Linked DNA regions of Mus musculus: region 2 is linked to region 1. Evidence: chromatin contacts called from public promoter capture Hi-C data. All regions are on one chromosome and are shown on one strand. The core of a region is the stretch at or near the end of the contact, and the rest is flanking DNA. Distances in the headings are between cores, read along the strand shown.

Region 1 (5,351 bases), core at 772-3,271:
TACTGTGCTTGAAACATGTCTTATTCTACTTTGTTTTGCTGCCAGTCCAACCACCTGAAAAAGAACTGCACATTAACAACAAGACTCTGCATTATTTTCAAGAACCACCGATGAGAGTACTCGACCGTACCTGTTCACGTTCCGAGTAAGCAACAATGGCTGGTGTGACTCTATCCCCTGCATCATTTGCAACCACATCGGCCCGGCCATCCTAAGGAAAGATGTGAGAGGGTTAGTTCTCTCACACTGGAATGCACAATCTCATTGAATATACCTGCAGATTGTAATGGAATTTTAGAAATGCCATTGTATCTGGCATTCACTCAGGTGCCTGAGTGACACCCATTCAGGCCTTAAAGTCATCTTCTGTAAATAATCAGTGATGGGACTTATGGGGTTGCTCTTCCTTTGGGAATTTCAAACTGAGGAATTGCATAACCTCAGTAGCAAGACATTCTTGGCAAACCAGGAATTTTTGCAATGGTTGATAATTGCTTAGGCAATGGGTCCTTCAGACAACGAGATCAGAGAAGACATTCTGGTATTCAGTAATTGACTTGCCAAAAGGCCTTTTTTTCGTAACAATCAATAAAAGCACAAGGCTACCCGAGTTCAGTCCTCAGACTACTCCACCTTGCAAAACCTTACTAGGTTGGCAGTGTCTCTCTTTCTTAGATTGTCCCTCATAAACTGGTCTTTTAACTGCCACTATTTGTTTCTTATAGTTTAATAAAAGGCTTCTTCTAGCCCATGCATTTTCCCGTTTAGATCTGTGCAGTAAGCTGGATCAAATGTATACAACATTCTATACCTAGCAAGCATGATTACACGACTCTCCCACAAATACAGCTTTTCCACCTGCTTCCCTACAAACGAAGTAGCTACTCCCCTGGGACTTTCCTGATAAATCGAATGAGACTTAAAACCGAAGATAGCATCGGTTAAATTCCTTAACATTGTTCCTTCTCCATCGATATTGAGGAGGAAAAAGCTATAGTTCCTTGTTAAGTTCTCAGTTCTAGAATCAAGTGTGTACAGCAAGAGTCAGTTCTTAACTAGGAACCCTTCTCTCGAGGGCAGTTACACAGTGCTCTGGTTGCTCAGAAATTCAAATACCTCCCACCTCCGGGAACCCCGAACCAGTGACGTCACCGTGACCTCTTAGGGACTCTGCGGTCAGTTGTCACTAGGACTTCTCTAGCATCCAGGGGGTCCTGACATCCAGGTTTGTTCTAGGCGTCTTTACAAGAACGATGTCCCCCGCCCCGAGGACTCCAGGCATCCTGGAGCCCTGACGTCTTTTGAACTCTTCTGGGCATCCTATGGCCCGGTCTCCTAAGTGCACCCTGCATGCTTGAGGCCTTTTCGTCCCTAAAACTCCTCAAACAGCCAAGACGTCCAGGATACCCTGGAGTATCCAAGATCCGGCTCTCTGTATCCACCCTCCACACAGCGTGCTTGGCCTTGGAGGGAGAGCCGAGAACCCGCAACATTGCCACTTGCTTGCACGCACGGTTCCCGGGCCGATGACCCGGAGCCCAGAAAACAGGGTGGCCGCCACGGAACCCGGAGACAGCTTCCCAGGCTCACCTTGTAGACAGCCACACAGGCTGATGTGCAGCCCAGGTGCACGCCGATCGCCGCCATAAGGCGGCGGAGACCACGGCAGCTCAACGAAGGACCCTTCAGCAGCTTCAGCTAGCTTCCTCGGAACAAGCCCATCAGGCACTGCGGAGACTTCACGTTCCCGCCCGCCTACTGCGTCCGGTCTGCTGCGCCGGCCTCCCAAGTCGCAGCCAATCAACATAAGGATGCCGCCTTTCATCAGAACGGTTAGCCAATAGTTTTAGCGCATCACTCCGCGCTCCTTGGGAGCCCGGCGTAAACGCCGGTCTGCTCAAGCTCAAGCCGGAAAGGCCCGGAAGAGGGTCATTAGCTCCTCCCTCTCCTGAGCGCCGTTCATCAGAGCCAATGGGAACGCCTGGTGAGATTGCGTCACTTGTTTCCTGCCTCTTTCCGGCTTCACGAGGCAGCCCCCACTACAGTAAGGAAGGTGTGGGTAGTTCCGGGTCCCAGGCTCAGCATGCGGTGCATCAGTCCAACTGCTCTGGTGACCTTTTGCGCCGGGTTTTGTATCTCGAACCCTGTGCTGGCGCAGGGCCTGGAGGCCGGTGTGGGGCCGAGGGCTGACTGTGAAGGTGAGCGGTGTGTGACCTGCTTGCATGGCGGCGACACCGCGCTCAGCCTAGCAATTGCCTAAGCAGCTTCTCCCGGCCCAAGCTGTAAATAACATTTCACCCTTCTGCTTTTGCTGTCATTATTAAGGTGGCGCAGAAAAAGGAGTGAAATAGGATTCGTATTAGATTTTGTGCAAATGGTCTCCGCTGCCAACTTGATTTTGTTGCTCCTAACCGAGGAGACTTGCTTCTCTGCTCAGAAGACATGTTTTGAGGTTCAAACTAATTGCCATTCCTAGGAGGTAAATAAAACATGGCAATACGTTAGGGTTGCTGAAATCAAAGACAAGGGTACGGCTGACTAGGACTTTATAGACAAGCTGCTTTACAAAGGAGCACATTAATTCCTAGAGAACGATAAAATAGACGCCTGTTTTCTTCTGTGGACTTGGCGATCATACCTTCAATTCCACCATCCCACCTGGTTTTGAGGGTGTTATAGTACCTAGGTTTTGTAAAAACAAAACAAAACAAAAAAACAGTGTATTTTGTAGAGGACTGTTAACAAGAGCCAAGATGAACAGTTTTGATAGTCCCTTTGGGACCACTGTAGCACTTCTTGTTTTATTGAAGTGATGTAAACATATATCTTCTCATCTTGAGAGCAGATGTACTGAACAGAAAATGGAGACAAGATTCATGTGGAATGGGCAGTTGAGTCTTATTGTAAGTAAATAGTATTAATAGTAGTTGGAGTCCAGCTTTCTATCAGCAATTATCAAACCTTCCTCTAGAAATTTAAAATAAGTTTAGATGTTATTTAAAATTTCTGTAGCTAAAGATACTGGTTTAACAGTTATAATTTCAGTTAAAGATCTCATCTTGGGCAAGCAGGATTTTATTATAGAACTTCAAACTATTTTGAAATCATTATAGATTGATGTATGAAACTACTTTAATAAACAAAAAAGGGCTGGAGAGATGGCTCAGTGGTTAAGAGCACTGACTGCTTTTCCAGAGGTCCTGAGTGCAATTCCCAGCAACTACATGGTGGCTCACAATCTGTAATGGGGTCTGATGCCCTCTTCTGGTGTGGCTGAGGACAGTGACAGTGTACTCACATATATAAAATAAATAAACCTTAAACAAAACAAAACAACAAAGAAAACCCTGAACCTTAAATAACAACAATGTAACACACACATTTGACATCACACCAATGCACACAAATGGGGACCCTTAAGTTACTAGCTCCATCATCTGTGCTGAGGTTATCAGAGACTAATCCAAGGACATCCAAGGGTTGAACTTGGGTTTCTCTGTGACTCCCGACAGTATTAGAATTTTTTCTTTCCTGAAGTCCCTGCCTTGATGACTTTGACATTGCCGCTGCTCTGTCTTTGCCTCCATCACGGCAAACATTTTCCAGATTTGTTCATGTGCTTCTCAACCTTTGGCTATGGCTGGCTTCTGTTTTTTGTTTCTTCCTTTCTTCCTCCCTCCCTCCCTCCCTCCCTCCCTCCCTCCCTCCCTCCCTCCCTTCCTTCCTTTTGATACAGGGTCTCACTATGTAGCCCTAAATGGCTTGTAACTCACTATGAAGCACACTGTCTTCAAGCTCACAGAGAGATCTGCCTGCCTCTGCCTCCCCAGTGTGGGGATTAAAGATGCGTGCCATCAATGCTTGGCCTAGCCATGGCTTAGTTGTTGGAATTTTTCTGTGTCATGCCCTCTGTATTTATTATCAGTCTGCATACAGTGCAAAAAAAAATCAATCTGCCTGACTGTCCAGTAAATTCTACATCTCTGTATCCAAGCCACCTTCTCCCCAGAGTTCCGGACATATTTTCTGTCAGGTGATTATGGAGTGACTAAGTATTCAAAAAACGTGATGTAGTTAAAAAGTAATCCTCAAATGGAACTTATTCCTATGCTATGAGGTTATGAGGTTAACAAAATTAACTGGTTTGTTCTGTATTTCCTCTTCCTTCCTTCCTTCCTTCCTTCCTTCCTTCCTTCCTTCCTTCCTTCCTTCCTTCCTTCCTTTCTTTCTTTCTTTCTTTCTTTCTTTCTTTCTTTCTTTCTTTCTTTCTTTCTTTCTGCTGGCCAATTGCTTGTCTATTGACTCTACCTTCCTATGGATTCTCTACCTTTCTTTTTCCCCAGGTCTACTGCCTTGTCTTGGTGTCTTTCCATCCTGTAGCTTGCCCCATCTCTGGGAGGGTTGTCAGGTTCTCCTGGATTTAATGTTTTTCCAGTTTCCACCAGGTAGTGTCTCCCCCTCCCCCACGGTTTCTCAGAAGATTCAAAAAATCATTTCACTACACACCACGCAGCTATGTACTTTTAAAAAGTCTCTCTAGATGATGTCTCTCATCCCATGGATTTAAAACTCTGTTATTATACTCAACAGGCAGAGTACTGATAAAGGATACATATGCACTGTGGCAAAATTTCATGCATGTTTTGGTGAGACAAATGTCCATCTTTAAAAACAAAAGTTAGAGTTCTTGAGTTTCCTCATTTGGATTGATGATTCCTTGTCAGAATGGCAGAGATGTTTAGAAATCAAATGAGGATATGCTGGGGAAGAGATATGAGACCTTTGCAAGACTGGATCTCTCTTATAGGAAGACAAGATGGGAGATTGCTTAGAGACTGATGAATTCCTGCTCACAACAGTGATCATGACAGCAGGTGTCTTCTTTGTAGACTTAATGTATTTGATAATTAAGATGAGTAAAAGATACGTCAGAAGACATTTTTCATTCTATTGGTGGCTCATAACACTGGTGATCAGTTAGATGGGTTTTTGTTTGTTTTGTTGTTGTTGTTTATTGTCATTGCCTCTGGGGAGAACACTGGGCCTTTATCTTGTCCTACCTCACTGGCTGTTCCTACGAGTCCTTTTCTCATTCTGTCTCACATTCTCCACCTCTAAACGTTGGCGTTTCCTGAAGGTGGTCCCCAGGCCTGCTCTTCCTCCAGCTCCCTTTGTTCTGTGGTCTCATCGTCTGACTATTGCTTGAATATGATGAATTACACATTTACATACCATCCTGGGCCGCATCCTAATTCTCAGATTTATAGTTATGTGTCTCATCAACATTTCAGTCAATGATGGACCATGTGCACTAACATGGTTCTATGGGATTATGAAAACATTCTACTGCT
Region 2 (5,351 bases), core at 1,630-4,129, 1.0 Mb after region 1:
ACGTGACGGAAGGCTGAGAGGTCTGTGGCGTGTGTAGCACCTGCAAGGGAGAGCACAGAAAAGTTGCAGTTGTGACTCAGCCTGGGGGCCTGAGAACCAGGGAGGCCAGTAGTGTAAATGTCATCCCCTGGATGGGAGAAAGCAAGTTGGATACAGTAATTCACAGAGTGAGCAATGAAGCTGGATGTGGTGGGACATAGCTGCAATCTCAGGATGTGAGGAGCCGGGCGAGGCAGAAGGATCACAAGTTCAAAACTGGTCTCAGCTACTTAGTAAATTCTAGGCTCAGCACCCATCCCCAAAAGTGTGATGAAAACCAGGGAAACTTGCTTTGCCTCCACCTTTTATTCTCTTTCTACCCTAAAGGCATTGGATGGTAGACGACTGAATTATTGAAGTGCTAGTCTTAAGGCATTGGGTGGTAGACTGTGAATTATTGAAGTGCTAGTCTTAAGGCATTGGGTGGTAGACTGTGAATTATTGAAGTGCTAGTCTTAAGGCATTGGGTGGTAGACTGTAAGTCTACTTATTCAAATGCTAATCTCCTCTGAAAACACCCTTTAAGAAACATCCATAAATAATTTTTAATCTGGTCACCAAGATAAATCAAAGTAACAGGTAAACACTCCAATTCCAACAGCTGTAAATCACAACCATTATCTGCATGGTGACTAATAAGCACAGTGCTGCCTATCTCTTTAAGAAATTTTGCTAAGTATCAATACCAAAATGCGCCAAAGTACAGAGGCAAAACTGTGTGGTTCTGACTGTCTGTAGCTGCCAGGGTGAGGAAAGAAATAACACATTTATGGTTTACGGCACTTCCAGTGTGCTTGCAGCTTCTGAATCGCCTCTACTATGTTCCAACAAGCTCAGCAAAATGATCAGAAATTGTGTTCTTCACATTTGTTGGTGAAGCAACCGAAACTGAGGGAAATCAGTAGTGCCCGGTGTTTCGGGTGCTGTTGGGGAGTAAGGGGTAAGACTAGAACTCAGTTTCGGGTGAGGGTGGTCATGAACTTAGGTGGCGCCTGGGTGAGGATGTCTTAGGCAAGCCCTTGGGGTGACCAACTAAGGGATTCTGCCTGGAGTTTGCCAATGGTCTCATTTCCTTATTCTTGTTCCTCATGTTGTCCATTCTAATTATTGTCATAGTTTCTTTCTTGTGGATGTGTGACATAACACATTCCACAAAGGCGTCAGTGGGGTTTATTCTGGCTTACAATCTGAAGGCTTGGTCCAGTGTAATAGGGAGGTCAGAGTAGCAGAAGCTTGGGATAACTGGTCACATCGCATCCACAGTCAGGACACACAAAGGCATGAATGCTGGCATTAGCCCCCTGTCTCCATTCGCAGTCCAGAATCCCAGCCAAGGAATAGGGCCGCCATCCACAGAGAGGCTTTCCAACCTCAATTAATGTAATCAAGACAGCCCCTCACAGACGTGCCCAGAGGCCTGCCTCCCAGGCTATTCTAGGCGCTGTTGCGATGATAATTAACACTAATCATCTCATTTGCTGTATGGGAAAAGTTGGACTTTCTCAACCTAACCACAGAGGAATGCTTTCCCTTGAGATTCTTGGTACGACTTGAAAAGTACCAGCAAACCCTCTGAACCAGGTCAGGAGGCCCCGTTGCATGTTTTTTTTTTTGTTGTTGTTGTTTTGGTTTTTTTGGAGCATGTCAAGATTCTCTGATGGCAATCTTCCCGAGAGAGAGTGGATAGCCACCAAGCCACCATAAAGCTGCTGACAAGTGCCCTGGGTCCTCCTCCTGAAGTTGCTTCATCGCTTTAGATAAAGCAGGGCTGAGTGAATGGAAGTGGTCCGTCTTGTCCATCTTGTCCGTCTGCACGAAGAATGCACGCATGCATGCCTGTACACACCTACAGCAAACCACATTCTGTCATTCTATACCATTTTCCAAAGAGCAAAGGGAATGATGCCCTTTCACTCAGTAGTGAGGGAAAGAGGCCCAAAATACATACATCATGGCTTCAGTAGCCAAAAGATACAGCATTCCCTCTCAATAGAACATTATCACATGTCTGCCACCACCCTGGATTCCCAGGCAAGATTCTGGCTCAGGAAATGACCCAGCAGGAGCCCCTCCTCCTCAGGTGACACTGGAACCATTGAGGCTCCAACACAGAACTATCAATGCGATAAGCCACAGGAATGTCACAGCACCAGCCTTTGCAGGTGGCCAAGTGGAAGCCTCTCACAGCTCTTTCTTGAAGAGCCTCCTACCTCTCCCCTGCTTCTCCATTTTGTCTTCTGTCAAGGGAAAGCCCACAGCCTCGGGAACGTATCGGGGCTTTGTATACTGTTTGTTATCTTGATCAGTTTGTTTCTCTGCTGGAAAAGCACAGGTAGGGATCTACTGCCTGGGAAGCCAGCTAAAAGCCAGCCGAGGGAAAAGCAGAGTCATCTTTTGTATGTCACGTGGCAGCTGGAACCTGGCAGGAAGATCTCTGGGACATCTGTCTAGTCCTCCGTGGTGGACTCGGCTTTCTGGGGAAACTCGGGAAGTGAACAGAAACTCAAAGACTCTGTTTCGTTCCAGCAAAATCTTAACAGTGTAATCACCTGGAAAAAAGAAATGCAAAGGGGGGTTATTATTTATAATAAGGAAATAGTGAACGTATTAAAGTAGAAGACAGGAAGCGCACTGTGCAGGGAGGCTGTAGGGAACTGAACTAAAACTTGGGAGAATATACAGTACCATATGTCTGAAAATTATATGTAAGGCATGAACTGCTTGGGAATAAATAACGTTCCAAACAAGGGAGAAAAGCTTGGAGAATAGACAAGCTCTCAGCAGCCGAGAGCCAGCCTGTCTTCCTACTGTTCCGAGTCTGGTTCCTCTATTCTCTCTCTAGAGGACTCCTCTGAGGGAGGGCGTCCAGTGACTGTTACACTCAGTAAATAGTAACTAGGGATCCTAAGAAGTAGCGGCACAGCCTCCTCCATCAGCCTTGCTCTGTGTGCACAGTCTGAGGCCTCTCATCCTGGCTCCCTTTCCTCTATTGCCAGACACATTCTGACTCTGGGTGTTTTATACTCTCTTCATCTGAAGGGAAAGGGAAAGCTCACCCTAAAGACACTCATTTCCACTTACCCTAAGGACACCTATAATGAGAAAGAACTTGCCTAAACTAGGTCACACGTTTACGACTGTTGCTTAAAGCTTCGCTATAGCTGGCAGAGCACTATACGGAATGTTCACCCACAGGACCTGCAGAATGGGCTGTGCGAAAGCAAAGGCCTTCCTTCCTCCCTTCCCCCACCTCTCTTTCCCCACACAGACAACTTACATCTAGCAAATGAATCAAATTGTGAGACACCAAACTCCTGCTCGGGGCTGTCTGCCAAAGGTTGATTTTGAGTTACACATGAGATAAGTCTCCCAGCTGGTGTTAACCATTAGCCCCCTGTTGACCATTCACTACACCATAGATGTAAATGTTTAACAGAAGGGCTCACATGTCTCACACACACACACACACACACACACACGCACACGCACACGCACACACACACACACACACACACACACACAATGTGCTTCCAAGTACCATGAGCTCTTTAGCAAAGTGATCAGTGGGAAAGGAAATGAATAAAGCTAGAAATGATCTATTGCAGAAACCCTGGAGAGTTTCTATGAACATGTTTGTACTCTGTCATGTTACGGGAGCTGGCAGTCCCACAACTGCCATTGCAAACATTCTCCCACATCCCAGCTCTGACCAGGCAGATGAATTGCAGAGGTGGTTAAGCTGCTGTGGCTCGTTACACATAAAGAATGGTTGTCTTCTAGTCCTCCACATGGTAGAAAGACGGCTGTTAGTTCCCTTGAGCTGAGTAGCAACTATCTTTGTCTATCTTTAGAATTCCTTGGCCTGAGACCTTGAGGATATCCCCTCTTCAAAAGATGTGGACTGCTCCAATACAGTGTCATGAGTTATGGCGGACAAGCCTAGACACCCCCCCTTCTCCCCCAAGACTAATTAGAAAATCCATATATCAGAGTTTGGCTTGTAGTTCAAAATAACTCTCAATTTAAATTATTCTTCAGTGCTAACTTCAGTTGTAAATTTTGTTCTGAGAGGGTGCTGGCTGGGACTGAGACCTTATTAACTTGGAAGGGGCAAGTCCTAAGATAAGGCCATATATTAGACAAGAAATTGTGGTTTTCCGGCACAATAACTGCCATTAAGGTCCTCATGGTCTGAGGCAAGTCACAAGTTTTTGGACTCTATCCTCAGAAAAAAATAAATGGTGTTAAGCTAACAGACTAGTCTCTAAGTCTCTCCCAGCTTTCCCTCTTGTTCAGCCACTCGGTATCAGATCTAGTGATACGGGACGAGAAAGGAAGATGTACTGGGCATCATGCCTTAATCACAGCACTGAAAGGCTGAGGCAGGAGGATTACCATCAGTTTAAGGCTAGCCAGTGGTATAGAGTGAGAGAAAGAAAAAGAGAAGGAAGGGAGAGAGGAAAAATGAAGTCATAACTTTCTTCATAACCATGACCAAAAAAAAAAAAAGTCATGGATTATCTTATTGTCACATGCTGATGGCCCTGAGTCTCTCTCCATCTCTAACACTACAGACTATGTATAATAAGGCACCATTCACTTAAAGGTTCATTAAGATAGCAGGTTGTGTTACATGTATACTACAATAGTACAGATATCTTTGGAGGCAGTGGACATATGTATTGCTGTGATGGTGTCTCAAGTGTGTGGTCCTGTCTCCAAAACCATCAAATTCTATATCGTAAACACATCAACTTTTGCGCGCATGTTTCAGTTAGTGCCCCCAATGGTGCTATGTTTACAAACATAGGAACTCCAGGCCCGTGTCACTTCGTGGCAGGGTGTACTCTGATAGACATAGTAACTGGTTTATTGTTGTGCAGACGTCGAGTATATTAATACAGACTACAGTGCCTGTGATGTCACTAGATGATGTCATCTCATGAGCCCATTGGAGTAAACATGTGCTGGCATTGACGGGAATGTTCTTATTTAGAGTGGCATTATGTCTGTGTTCAACAAACATACGTTGGATTTTTTTTTCAAAAACCAAGAAGTTTTTATTTTTTAAGACCATGTCCCCCTAGAACACAAATACATAAAAGAACAGAAGAATATTTAAATTAGAGACCACACTAGAAGTGACTAGTAGAGCCTTTGTGGAGACAGAAACACTACCAATCTATATTGACAGGATTGCCACTAGCCATCCTGAGCTCTGAGCACATGGGAGAACTATGGCTGTTACTACCGAGGACCTGTATTTTCAGTCTTGCCTTGTTTAACTTCAAATCGCATCATGATCCCATTGT

The links. Promoter capture Hi-C pulls out the DNA fragments that hold promoters and counts their contacts.
Region 2: a promoter capture Hi-C map of liver shows a contact between it and region 1, with 4 times the contacts expected there. The contact joins the enhancer-like site here to the promoter of Cdnf in region 1. A contact is called at or near these places in 10 of 39 promoter capture datasets (the 3T3-L1 cell line, 3T3-L1-derived adipocytes, the HPC-7 cell line and 5 more), 1 of 15 datasets of contacts at CTCF or cohesin (stem cell-derived epiblast-like cells), 4 of 484 Hi-C or Micro-C datasets (the Ba/F3 cell line, the P5424 cell line, adipose-derived mesenchymal stem cells and 1 more), 9 of 115 datasets of contacts at active chromatin or transcription factors (astrocytes, cardiomyocytes, embryonic stem cells and 5 more) and 1 of 9 other capture datasets (macrophages).

What each region holds. Positions count from the first base shown.
Region 1 is chr2:3,511,044-3,516,394 of GRCm38.p6, forward strand. It overlaps Cdnf (cerebral dopamine neurotrophic factor), which reads left to right and starts at 2,022. Exons shown (of 4, transcript NM_177647.4): 1 at 2,022-2,198. The coding sequence starts at 2,084. It overlaps Hspa14 (heat shock protein 14), which reads right to left and starts at 1,771. Exons shown (of 14, transcript NM_015765.2): 1 at 1,591-1,771; 2 at 131-211; 3 at 1-54. The coding sequence starts at 1,647.
Region 2 is chr2:4,507,027-4,512,377 of GRCm38.p6, forward strand. All of the region lies in intron 5 of Frmd4a (FERM domain containing 4A), which reads left to right. It overlaps Gm39751 (a long non-coding RNA gene), which reads right to left. Exons shown (of 5, transcript XR_865941.3): 1 at 3,317-5,351; 2 at 2,250-2,588; 3 at 1-40. Among named protein-coding and RNA genes, the nearest start is that of Gm39751, 4.0 kb to the right of the region's middle. Within about 2 kb of position 2,880, at least 45 of the 459 cell types and tissues checked have an H3K27ac peak or open chromatin away from gene starts, as enhancers often do. A contact at or near this core is called in forebrain, hippocampal neurons and liver, where this site is marked.